Linked DNA regions of Arachis hypogaea: region 2 is linked to region 1. A link is a contact called in public Hi-C data. All regions are on one chromosome and are shown on one strand. Each heading gives the region's core, a stretch centred on a gene start, on an enhancer-like site or on the middle of the called end of the contact. The rest is flanking DNA. Distances are from core to core; before and after follow the strand shown.

Region 1 (6,388 bases), core at 962-3,461:
TATACTGAGAACTCCCGGTTCTCATTCCATACATGTTCTGTTATTTTTCAAATGCAAGATGCGAGTCACCTCGCTAAGCGTGCTGGAGACTCACTTGAAGCGAAGATATATGGATTTTGGGATTTTTATTATGTATTTAGTTTTTATATATGTATATATGTTCTCCACTTTGTATATATTTGTATCTTGTCTCTCCTAGAGGTTGACTTGGAGAAACAGGATTTATAACTTGTATTTTGGTAAACTTTTGGGTTGTGTATATGTATATATTTACTCTAGCTGGTCTTTGCTTCGTAGGTCAAGTATGGAGCTTGCTAATATGCATCCCTTTTGAAACTCTTATCTCATATGTATTGTATTTCTTCTATTTCACTAATCATGCATTTTATGGTTATGTGACTTTTGACTTCTGTTTTATTTAACTTTTCTTCAAGGCTCTAGTTAAGCTTCTTTTCTTATATATCTATATTTGTATTTTACTTTTATATGTCTTAATATTCTACCATTTCTGATTTACGAATTTAAACATAAAGTTTTGTGTAGTAGGATATTATAGCAGTGGCAGTGACGATGACGACAACAGTAACAATGATGACGATGATAATAAAAAAAGAAGTGCAAAAAAATAAAGAAAGAGAAAGAAAAGAAAGATGTAATAGTAACAACACATACGTAAGAGGAGAAAAAAAAAGCAACAACACGTAATAATTGGTTGGAGTATATATATATATATATATATATATATATATATATATATATATATATATATATATATATATATATATATATATATTCTTGATTTCTAACAATTGAAAAGATATAAAATTTAAATTTTTTAATATATAAAACAACATATTTACTTTTTTGATAATAATCTTAAAAGTATACGTTAACTAATCTTTAATAATAATAATAAAATATTATTTTTAGTTTTCAATATTTGGACAGAATTTTAATTTGGTTCTGATTTTTCAAACATCCTATTCTATTTTTAAAAAATTTTAAACGTCCTATTTTAATACTTAAAAAGTTTTATGTGAGTTTAATATTGCCTTATCTTTAAATTTGACACAAATAATTTGCATATTAAAGAATTAATTATATTTAATTTTAATATATAAATAAAATTAATCCTTCAACCATTACTAATATTTTTTTTAATTTTAAAACATTAACAATTAATTGTTAAGATTTAAAATTTTTTACAAAAAAATATATTTTAATTATTAATAACAAATTTAATGATAGAACTACATTAAATTTATCTTAAATTTTTTGAAACAACACTAAAATATTTAAAATATTAAAAATTAAATTAAAATTTAACCCAAACATCATCAACTAAAATAATATTTTACCCTAATAATAATAATTCACGATGATATTTCCTTTATCAAGCATGCCTAGCGTGATTATGGAGAATATAAAAGCATTAGCAGCCCAATAAGTCAAGAAACGCGTACAAAAGCAGGTAACGGAATCGATGACATCATGGTAAAGCAATGTTTCCTAATCACAATTTTAATACATTTACTTACAAAGAGAAATTGTTGCATTTTCCGCCGGGACATGCATATATAATTATGATTTATGGTAGACCTTTAATTTAATTTCCAAACCAATTAGTGTTATTAATTTAACTTTTGAATAAGAGAAATATATGCATGACCTTACAAATATAAATATTTGGAAATTAAAAAATGTCCGCAACATTGATTTTACTACATAAAATTTATCAAACACATTTTTGAAGAACAAATATGCTTATTGCTTTTCTTTTTCTTTGTGAATTTTATGGTGTCTTTGTTATGATGTCTAAATTATCTAATTTTTTTTAACAAAAAATTAAAATATTTAAAATATAAAATAAATCATATAAAATTTATTAAATATTATTTATTTATCTTTTTTAGTAACTTAAGTATAAAGTGATAAAGACTATAGCATTTATTTATTTTTTTTATCTGATCAACATGACAGAAAGTCCAAAGTGACAAAAAGACCTGCAAAAACTATTAAAATGTCATACAATAAGTTTACACATATATTCATTATAAAATGAGTTGTATTAATTAATTAGAAAATTACCCGAAAATTACTATTCAAGTATTGATGCTGGCATTATGGCAGAAGATTAATTAAAGAAAGGATCCATTAAGAAACACCTTTCCTTAATATTTTAATTATAAAAAGGGAACAAGAGTCCCTCGTCTGTTCTCTCTTCCATTATCTGACACACACACTCCCCACCATCACTGCCACTACTTTCTCCTCCTTCACATTCCCCTCTCTTTTATTTAAATCATCAAATCACACCCCATCTTCTTTTCATTCCCCTTTCCCCCTTTCACATGGAGAAAATGCCTTCCATTTTCTTCTTCTGCTTCTTCCTCTGCCTCTCACATTCTTCTTCTTCATCTTCGTTAGAATCACCCATTAATAATGTGGCAAAGAAGAAAACCTACATTGTTCACATGAACCACAACCAAAAGCCTTCCATATATTCCACCCACCATGACTGGTACATTGCAAGCCTTCAATCTCTCTCAACTAATTCAGATTCAGATTCGGATCCACTTCTCTATTCCTACAAAACAGCTTACAACGGTTTTGCTGCCTCTCTCGACCCACAACAGGCCCAAGCCCTTCTCGCCTCGGGCTCAGTCCTTGGCATCTACGAGGACACACTCTACCAACTCCACACTACACGAACACCCGAGTTCCTTGGCCTCGAAACCCAAACCACCCTGTGGGCCGGCCACAGTAACGAGGACCTAGGACGGGCTCTAAATGACGTTATTATCGGCGTACTCGACACCGGCGTCTGGCCCGAATCCAAAAGCTTCGATGACGCAGGAATGCCTGAGATCCCGGCCCGGTGGCGCGGACAATGCGAATCAGGCCCGGACTTCTCTCCAAAACTCTGCAACAAGAAGCTCATCGGGGCCCGAAGCTTCTCCAGAGGGTTCCACATGGCGTCCGGAAATTCCGGAAGCGGTTACCCAGGGAGACAGAAGGAGCCTGTGTCCCCACGCGACAAAGACGGCCATGGAACCCACACGGCGAGCACAGCAGCGGGGTCGCCGGTGGCTAACGCAAGCCTTTTAGGATACGCCATCGGAACGGCCCGTGGGATGGCCCCGCAGTCCCGCGTGGCGGCCTACAAGGTTTGTTGGACCGACGGCTGTTTCGCCTCCGACATTCTCGCCGGAATAGATCGTGCAATTGAAGACGGCGTGGACGTGCTCTCGCTCTCCCTCGGTGGCGGCTCCGCCCCTTACTTCCGTGACACAATCGCGATAGGCGCGTTTGCGGCGGTTGAGAAAGGGATCTTCGTCGCATGCTCCGCGGGGAACAGTGGACCCAGTAAGAGCACACTTGCCAACGTGGCACCGTGGATTATGACCGTTGGGGCAGGTACACTTGACCGTGACTTCCCGGCTTTTGCGGTTCTTGGTAACAAGAAGTTTTCTGGGGTTTCGCTTTATAGTGGGAAAGGGATGGGAACTGAACCGGTCAGTTTGGTTTATTTTAAGAATTCGAACCAGTCTAGTAGCATTTGTCTGCCCGGTTCGCTTGACCCGGATTTGGTGAAGGGAAAAGTGGTTCTTTGCGATAGGGGGATGAATGCGAGGGTTGAGAAGGGACAGGTTGTGAGGGACGCCGGTGGTGTCGGGATGATTCTTGCAAACACGGCGGAGAGTGGGGAGGAGTTGGTGGCCGATAGTCATTTGTTGCCGGCGGTGGCAGTTGGGAGGATTGTTGGGGACCAGATCAGGGAGTATGTCGGGTCGGATCCGAAGGCGACAGCAGTTTTGAGCTTCGGTGGGACGGTTTTGAACGTTAGGCCGTCGCCTGTTGTGGCTGCTTTCAGTTCGAGAGGGCCCAATACCGTGACGAGGCAGATACTAAAACCTGATGTTATTGGGCCTGGTGTCAATATTCTCGCTGCTTGGTCAGAAGCTATTGGGCCCTCTGGGCTGGCTCAGGACACTCGCAAGACTAAGTTCAACATCATGTCAGGTATTTTGTTTCTTCTCTCTTTATTCCTCTGCCAACATATTTGTCCAATTGTCGCATCGTGTTTTAAATTTCAGCAAATATACAGTGTTTGATGATCTGAAATTCAAATTGTCATTTGTTAATAAACTACTGTGTTCATTGGTTATGAATTTACATTTAGATAAAAATGTGCTATATACTATCAAAGCTTTATTAATGACCTAATCTATATTGATGTACTTTGTTTGATAAATTTTGAGCAAACATATTATTATGGTAATTTAAACCATGCTATCTAGTTACTATATTATATTTACAGTTTACTGGGGTGGGAAATTGAACAGTGGTGCATTTGAGAATTTAGTGCTTTGTATATTTGTTGATGATTCATTGATTGTGGAGTTGTGGTTTATGGAATTGTAGGTACTTCAATGTCATGTCCGCACATAAGTGGGTTGGCTGCGTTGCTGAAAGCAGCTCACCCAGAATGGAGTCCCAGTGCAATCAAATCGGCACTCATGACGACAGCCTACACCCGCGACAACACCCGGTCGCTACTCCATGATGCCGCCGAAGGCTCGTTCTCCAACCCATGGGCTCACGGTTCAGGCCACGTCAACCCACAGAAGGCTCTCTCCCCTGGGCTTGTCTATGATGCCTCCACAAGTGACTACGTTAAATTCTTGTGCTCCTTGGGCTATAGCCCAGAACAATTGCAAATCTTAATCAAGCACTCCGGTTTCAATTGCACCAAGAAGTTCTCTGACCCTGGCCAATTGAATTACCCTTCATTCTCGGTCATGTTTGGTGGCAAGAGGGTTGTCCGGTACACACGGAGGCTGACCAATGTTGGCGAGGCCGATTCGGTTTACAATGTGACCGTGAATGTCCCGCCGGCTGTGAGTGTAACAGTGAAGCCCACCAGGCTTGTGTTTGGAAAAGTAGGTGAGAGTAAAACGTACACTGTCACGTTTGTTTCCAAGAAGGGTACAAAAAATAAAGCTAGGTATGGGTTTGGTAGCATTGTGTGGAGCAATGCCTATCACCAAGTTAAAAGCCCAGTAGCTTTTGCTTGGACAGCGTTGTGAGATAGAGGGCTTGGGCTTAGTACTGTTTAAAACCACAAAAGCCTATGTCATGATTGAAGAGAGAGATAAAGGCTTTGTTGCCATAAAACACGACATAGCATTATTAGTTGGGCAGTTAGACGGTTTGTGATGTTTTTTCTTTTCATTTTAATTTTATTATTATTTGTTTTGCAAAACAAGTTAAGACTGCAAAGGGAAGGGAGGTAGAGATGTTATTTGTTGTGATGTGTGTACTTGGTACTCGGTGAAACTAATGTTACAAAACAATGGCTTCATAGATAGTATAGAAATACATAAAACTGATCTGAAGACTCAACCTCCCGGGGGAAGATGGGCGCTGGAAAGAGGGGAAAAAGGGGGAAAGGAGAGGGGGGGGGGGGGGGGGGGGGAGGGGGCTACAGAACAGCAAAAGCAAAAGAGAATTCACAAATCCAGAATTAAAAAAAATCCTCATTGCGACGCCTATAGATCATACTTAAAACACAATCTATTCTCCTATTCAAGCTGATGACGTTGCATTTGTTGCAGATTTTCATTAGTCTCGTTCCCGCTGATGATATTACGTGCCGTTCACCATGTATGTATACTATGCCTAATCGTTCTAAAGTATCATAATTTATAAGATGTTTGCTTCGTACCATGATAAATTTATAGTATTAATACGATAAAATACTGATAAATTAAAACAGAACACGTGGACATATTTTTTACGTTGGTATTTAGTTTATTTTGTTTTTAAATATATATTATATCAATGCTTATACTAGAATATCCTTATAATTATTTATAAAATGACAAATATATTTCTATTTCCGTCTCTTCCTCTTCTTCCCTTCTCGATAATATTCCTCCCTTAACATGAAGATGATGTCATCATGAACCTAGAGAATATACTTCCACACCTCACTCTTTCCTTCATGCAATGGTGGTGGTGGCTGTTCATGGCAGCGGCAGCAAAAGAAAAAGACTCCTACTTGTACTTTGATCATAGTGAGACTCCATCCAACGAAGAGTATAATCATCAAATCAAGTGAAAATTCTCCTGAAAAAGTTGTCGGAGAAGCTCCTATTACTACCATAACTAACAGATCTGAATCAAGAAACCTTGAGCCTCAAAGGAAGAAAAGGGTGCGGTGATGGCGTGGCTACTGTTGGGAGTGTTATCTTTTTGCACAAGAAATGTCACTCCTAAAGGGATAGATAGGGTGATTGACAAATAGAATCAGACACATAATCACTAAGTTCATTGTTAGCAATATCTATAACTTCCACGTTCTTCAAACCTGCCAATTTAGGTA
Region 2 (6,257 bases), core at 2,115-4,614, 110 kb after region 1:
TTCTTGTTTTTGTCTCGTGCCTAGTTAATAGACTTTTTCTTTTTGTCTCGTAACCAGCCAAGAGATATTTTTTAGTTTTGTCTCCTATGCAGCAAAAACAGAAATAGAGTAGAAGAGAGAAAAAATTACACCAAGATGTATCCTGATTCAGCTGCTAAGTTCAATGCAGCCTACATCCAATCTCCATCACAACAATGATTGAATTTCACTATAATCATGATTACATACACCAATTCTCCCTAGGAACTACCCTTCTGATCTGGGAGAAGTCCAAAATCTAACCCCAATCCTGAACTTGACTTGGTAACCCACCAAACTTTCAACTGCTAAGTGCTAACCCAACTTACAAGGAGATTCCCACAGAATCATGAAACACAACACAGATATACAAAGGACCTCTAAGGACATCTATGGCTTTTTCTTTTAATTTTGTATACTCTGTATTTTTTCGCTCTATGGCTTTTTCTTACAAACCTCACTGTTTGTCTTTTTCCATGAGACTCAAGACAAACAAAATTAAACAGAAAAATAAAAAATGAACCACATTGAAGGAGAAGAACTTCTATTAGCTGGGGTAGCTATAGGAACACTGTGCTTTCACTCTTTTCCTTGTTTCAAGTCCTGGCTGTTCTCCCTTATTTATAGAAGGAGAAGCCTCCAAGGTTGAAACTCTTGAACCGAGCTAAACTTCTTCTTCTTCATGCAAAAACCGGTTCGGCCAGAGAGAGAGAGGAGAGACAACCGAATGTAAAACCCAACATTCAATTACCTCTGTGTCTACCCTTCACACCAAGCTTCATCAATCCGGGCCTTCCATCTTGACTTGCACTCCAAGAAGGATTCCTAGCCCTTGATGCGTTCTTGATGATGACAACTCCATCTGCTCAAACTTCTGCCTCTTCCTCCAAGTAGCTATAGTAGCTACCTCCTATGGTGGTTGATCAAAAGCTGAGATGAGCCATCCCTCCAAGGATCTTATTCCTCTGACCGAGTTGATCTTCTTCTATTTTAGGGTATGGAGAGTTTAAGATTACTTCCCCACATCTTGCCTTTTGTGGTAAAGATCTTAGCCACAACATACTTCAGATTTTCTTTTTCTTGATGCCATCATCACAATGGTCTTGTTATTAGCTTCTTCTTCTTTCTGATAGCTTGCATTAGCTTCCATATTTTCTGTGAAGTGATCGAAAGAGAAAAAAGAGTTGAGAGAGAAGAGAGAGAAAAGCAAAGCTATGGGAGTAATGAATGTTATAAAATAAGATCAATTAAGATCAACTCCCCATGCTTTTTTTTCTAGTAGCGTGTAAGCTACACTTAATGCCATCAAATCTCTTTGCATTTTCTCTTTCATGTTTTCAATGTCTGCATTAACTTCACTTAATAAAAATTTGAATTCCATTAAAAGATGAAAGTGGAATCCGTTGAAAGCATGCAACATTAACTTTCTCTCTTTTTTCAATTCGGACCAACCATTTTGGTCTTGTAGCAAATAATAATTTTGGGCTTGTTTAAATAAATCTGGCCCAATAATCATAGCAATAATTCAGCCATAACAATCAAGACATTTTTTGAAATTAAGGCTGAATTTTAATTTCACATGGAACTTGCTATTTTGGCCCAAAACAAACTCTGCAAATAACAAAATTATTAATTAGCAAATATGAATTAAGAATCAAATTAATAATTTTGTAATTAATTGTTTTAATAATGCTTGATCATCATCAATCTAAATTAGAGTTTTCCAAACTCATCAAAGACTAACAAATGAAACTGGTTCAACACCAAGACAAACAAAGCACTACATCGTGCTTCATAAACTGATTTCCAGACCAAACAAACTTTTCAAAACTGAACAAACCAAGACTCAAATTAATTGAAACTGTGTTGTGTGCTCTTCCTAATTTATGACTTATCATTCATAGACTTTTTGAAAATGTTCCCTTAAAAGATCACATGCATTTTTTTTTAGTATTAGAAAGACTCAAAAACTGAATATCAAATACCAAAAAAAAAGACATTCAATTGTGCAGTATTTGATTTTTAAATCGTTCTCCTTAAGTTGCTTAAAACCTTGTTCTTCTTCTTAAATTGAAAAGTAATCTTTAGTTAGCTGTTGTAGCTGATTGGGTTATTATTAATGACGTGATTTATATCTTCTATATCCAACAGCTACATTTTTAAGTTCTCTTCAAATGTTGCTCATAATATTTGATTTTTTTAAATATGTTCCAGTTGAAGCAATGTGCTCAATTATCCGTTTCTTGCTGTCCGTAATCATCGTTATTGTTATATGTTTTCTTTTCTATTTTTCGCTACAGCGATCTTTTCTAATTTGATACCAAATAAACATTTATATCAATTTTAAAGCTGAAATGTTATAACATATTAGGTCAAGCCATTAATCAATCAATCAATATAATTAATTAAATGTTTATCATCTCAAATAATTATAAGATTATTTTCAAACTTAACAACAATGAAACATATTATTATTATTATTATCAGTATCGGTTCAAGAAAACACCATAATAGACTTTTCATCGCGATCATATGAATCAGATCAAACATTATGCTGGTTAATCAAGTTGAACCAACCAGTCCAATCCGTTCCTAAGAGTCAATTGATTATTTCTATTGGGATATAAGACCGTATAACGTATCAATTAATGCAAAGTCAAGTCAGGGAAGAGTCCAAGAAAATGAACAAGGGGACAAGAAGGAAAATCCATTGAAATGAGATGGAAGTTCAGATTTCATTTCTCAAGAAAAAGAACCACCGAAAAAGGTTTTGTGTAATTTAGCTTTTTGTTTTGTGAACAGAACATTAGACCAACTCATTTTTATCCACAAACGAATACTAATATTAATATAAGTCACTTTAGCTATATATTGAACAGTAACATAAAACTTTTACGGAATCAAAAAAATTATAAGATCTTTCAAAACCACACTAATTCTAATTGCTTGGTCTTCATGTGTAATTTGGAAGGGAAAATTTAAAATGCATAAAATTCTAGTAATGCCTCTCATATTTTAATGTGCAAAGAGCATTACAAAATATATCATATTAGTATTCATTTTTGTCAAGAAAATATATTATTAATAAAAAGTTATAAGAAAAAGATTAATACAGGATTGAGTAACAAAAACTACTCATAAAATTGTATATATTGTTTAAAAGAAAATTATTGAAAGTAAATATTGTTAAAAATAAATAAATTTAGGGTAAGCTTAATAGTCAGTATAATGCATTTGTTTTTTTTTTTTTTGGGGGGGGGGGAGGAGGGGTTTGAAGAGAGAGGGGTCTCGATACTGATGGGCGTAATGTTTAAAAACAGTGTTCGAATTTGCCACCAAAAATATCAAAGGCCCACTATATAAAGGCCAAAAATACTGTAATGGATAAATTTGGGTTACTATAGAGCCCAAAGTAAACAAGTTGATTGGTCAAAATTGCTCAGAATTAAAAAAGAAACCACTCTGCCAATCCAAAAAAAAAGAAATAAAAATAAAAAGAAAATAATATGGCATGATAACTAATTATTGAAGAGTAAACGCAACCGCTCTTTGTCCGTTTTCCCAAAAAATAAGACAGTTTCGGTAAAAAAAATAAAAAAGTATTTCGGGTCCGCAGCCCTAACAATATTATTTGGGGTTAATACTAATTTTTTTTTGTTAAAAATCCGTTAAATAGAATGAAAAGTAATCTTTTCGATTTTTATCTACGATTTGTGGGATTTTCAACACCTCACACATTGGGGTTTGGATAGGGTTATTGGACTTAGCCTATAACCCAAAAACAAAAACATCTCACAAATTATTAATAAATTTATTTTTGAAAATTTTTTCACTAGTGGTAGTAGTAGAGAAGAACCATTGCCAGAAATAATATTACAAGAAAAAAATTAATCGTAGAACTAAAAAGCTTTTAAAATGAAAAAATAGTATCACTCAAAAATTAAGTAAATGATGATATTGATGGTGTTGATATTGTAGTTGACGAGGGTAGAGAAAACAATTATGATAAACAAGGTATGAAGTAGTAGAGATATAAATTATAACAATGATGATGATGAAGGTGGTTATAATTGATCCCATTGTTAAATTTTTTTTTTGTAGGAATTTATAATTCTACAAACTACAAATAAAACTCCTATAAAACTAACTTGTTATTATTTCATAGATTTTTAACAGAAAATTTTGTATTGTTTCAAAATAATATTCTTGGAGGCCAAAGTATTCCATTTTTAGATAAAAATTGCTTTGTCGTTTAAAGAAATTAATAGAAACTAGATTGAATCTTTGTTCGTTATTTAACTAAAAAATTGAGAGTCTAAATATCACTTTATGTATAAAAAAGATCTCATGATCAGACCTTTGATGCCTTGTCCTTAAATGGATAAAGTGCGCATAGAAATTAGTGGTTAAATTCAACAATAAATACTATTGACAAATAAAGAAAAAATACATACATTTCTTAAAAAGAAATCATTTGAAAAATAAGAAAAAAATGTAAAAAATATTTTTTGGTGTACTTTTTATTTCAATATAAAAAAATAAAAATGTAAGTAAAAATACCTTTTGAAATGTTGTGACAAAGTTGTTTTTTGTTTTTTAATTAACTTTAACCACTTTATTAAAGGTCGTAAATATTAATAATGCACGTTCGATATCTATAAAATAAATTTTGTCAACTTTTGCATTTTACCAAAAAAAAAAAGAAACAATTGAGACTTTTTTTTACAGGTATTGTTAAAAATAGATTAGTTTAAAGTGAAGTACTAAAATTAACTATAAAAGATTATAACACTAATAACATTAATTATATAAAATTTAAAACTAATTTATAATCACTAATGGTACTTTTTGTGACCAATCGTTAACTGGATAATAATATCATTAGTTAATGATCCTACATATACTGTTAGTCATTATCTGCCATTGTAAAGTGGAAAATAGAATAAAAAAAATTGATTAGTTATGGTCTTCTCCCCTAGAACTCAACCTCTTTTTCACAAACCCGCCCCTTCCAACGCACCGGTATAATAATCCATGAAATTTGCAAATTAAATTTTAAGATAAAGTATTAAATTAATTTTTTATGTTTGGGTATAATTTTATTTTAGTTTTTAAAATTTAAAGTGTTTTATTTAAATTTAAAAAAATTTCATTTAGTTTTAATGTAATTTCACCGTGAGGTTAAAATTAAATAATTAACAGAATATCCTACATAACAGTAGTATAAGAATAATGTCAATAATTTGGAGAACAAGTACAAGTTCCAAAGGCACAAAATCAACTGTAAATGCATCAATACATTTATTTATCATTCTCCTTAGTTTTATAAAAAATATTTCATTTAAATTTTAAGAAAAATAATAAATAAATATATTGATACATCCATGGTTGATTTTATTTCTTTGGAGTTTGTACTTGTTCTCCATAATATTAACTTTGTTCTCGGAGTTAAATAAATTTTTTTTATTCAAATAGAATATTTTAAACTTTAAGAACCTAAACATAATTCATGTAGTTTCAAGACGTTTTAAACATAAATCTAATTATGTATTTTTTAGCCTAAATCTTATTAATTGAGATCTCTCACACTTCACATCATTCACTTCTCAATAATTTTATCAATGTATCACTTTTCAACAAATAAAAAAATTAAAAAATCTAAAGAAGAATCACAAACCTTAAGTGTGTGTTTGGATTGTAGTTTGTCAAGTTGAAGTTTGAATAAAAGTGATTTTATAGAATTGATTTTGGGTAGAAGTAAGTTTGTGTCAACATGATTTATATTTGGCAATTCTATATCAAAATTGATTTTGATAAAATAAATATTATTTAAATAATATTAGTTAAAATCACTTTTAGATAGATAATTACTTTTGGACATGATATTAAATTATAATGTTATCTTTTTATACATATTTAATTTTTTTTATACTTTTTTTCTCATATGTTTTTTATATAGTATATTTTTAGTACTCTTAGTTTTTTTTAGTATGCTATAATTTTTAACTATTATTATTATTTATATTTTATTTTTTTGTTAATTTATTTTGTCTAATGAAATCAATAAATTCTATTATAAAAAAATAATAATAAATATAATACACAAAAATTACAACTATAAAAATATATAATGTCAAATAAAAATTCTATTATTTTCAATGCTGCCAAAACCTGACTTTCAGCCATCAACACCTGAACCTGGACTTGCATTCATCACAAAAAATAGCGATGTACTTTCA

What was found. A called contact is a pair of places that touch in the nucleus more often than the background predicts.
Region 2: a Hi-C map of an unstated tissue shows a contact between it and region 1, with 4 times the contacts expected there. The contact joins the enhancer-like site here to the promoter of LOC112790521 in region 1. A contact is called at or near these places in 3 of 8 Hi-C or Micro-C datasets (leaf and an unstated tissue).

What each region holds. Positions count from the first base shown.
Region 1 is chr3:49,010,889-49,017,276 of arahy.Tifrunner.gnm2.J5K5, forward strand. It overlaps LOC112790521 (subtilisin-like protease SBT1.8), which reads left to right and starts at 2,212. Exons shown (of 2, transcript XM_025832960.3): 1 at 2,212-4,023; 2 at 4,426-5,367. The coding sequence starts at 2,352. The coding sequence ends at 5,090.
Region 2 is chr3:49,123,622-49,129,878 of arahy.Tifrunner.gnm2.J5K5, forward strand. No RefSeq gene overlaps it. Among protein-coding and RNA genes, the nearest start is that of LOC112790523, 13 kb to the right of the region's middle. Within about 2 kb of position 3,365, at least 3 of the 3 cell types and tissues checked have open chromatin away from gene starts, as enhancers often do.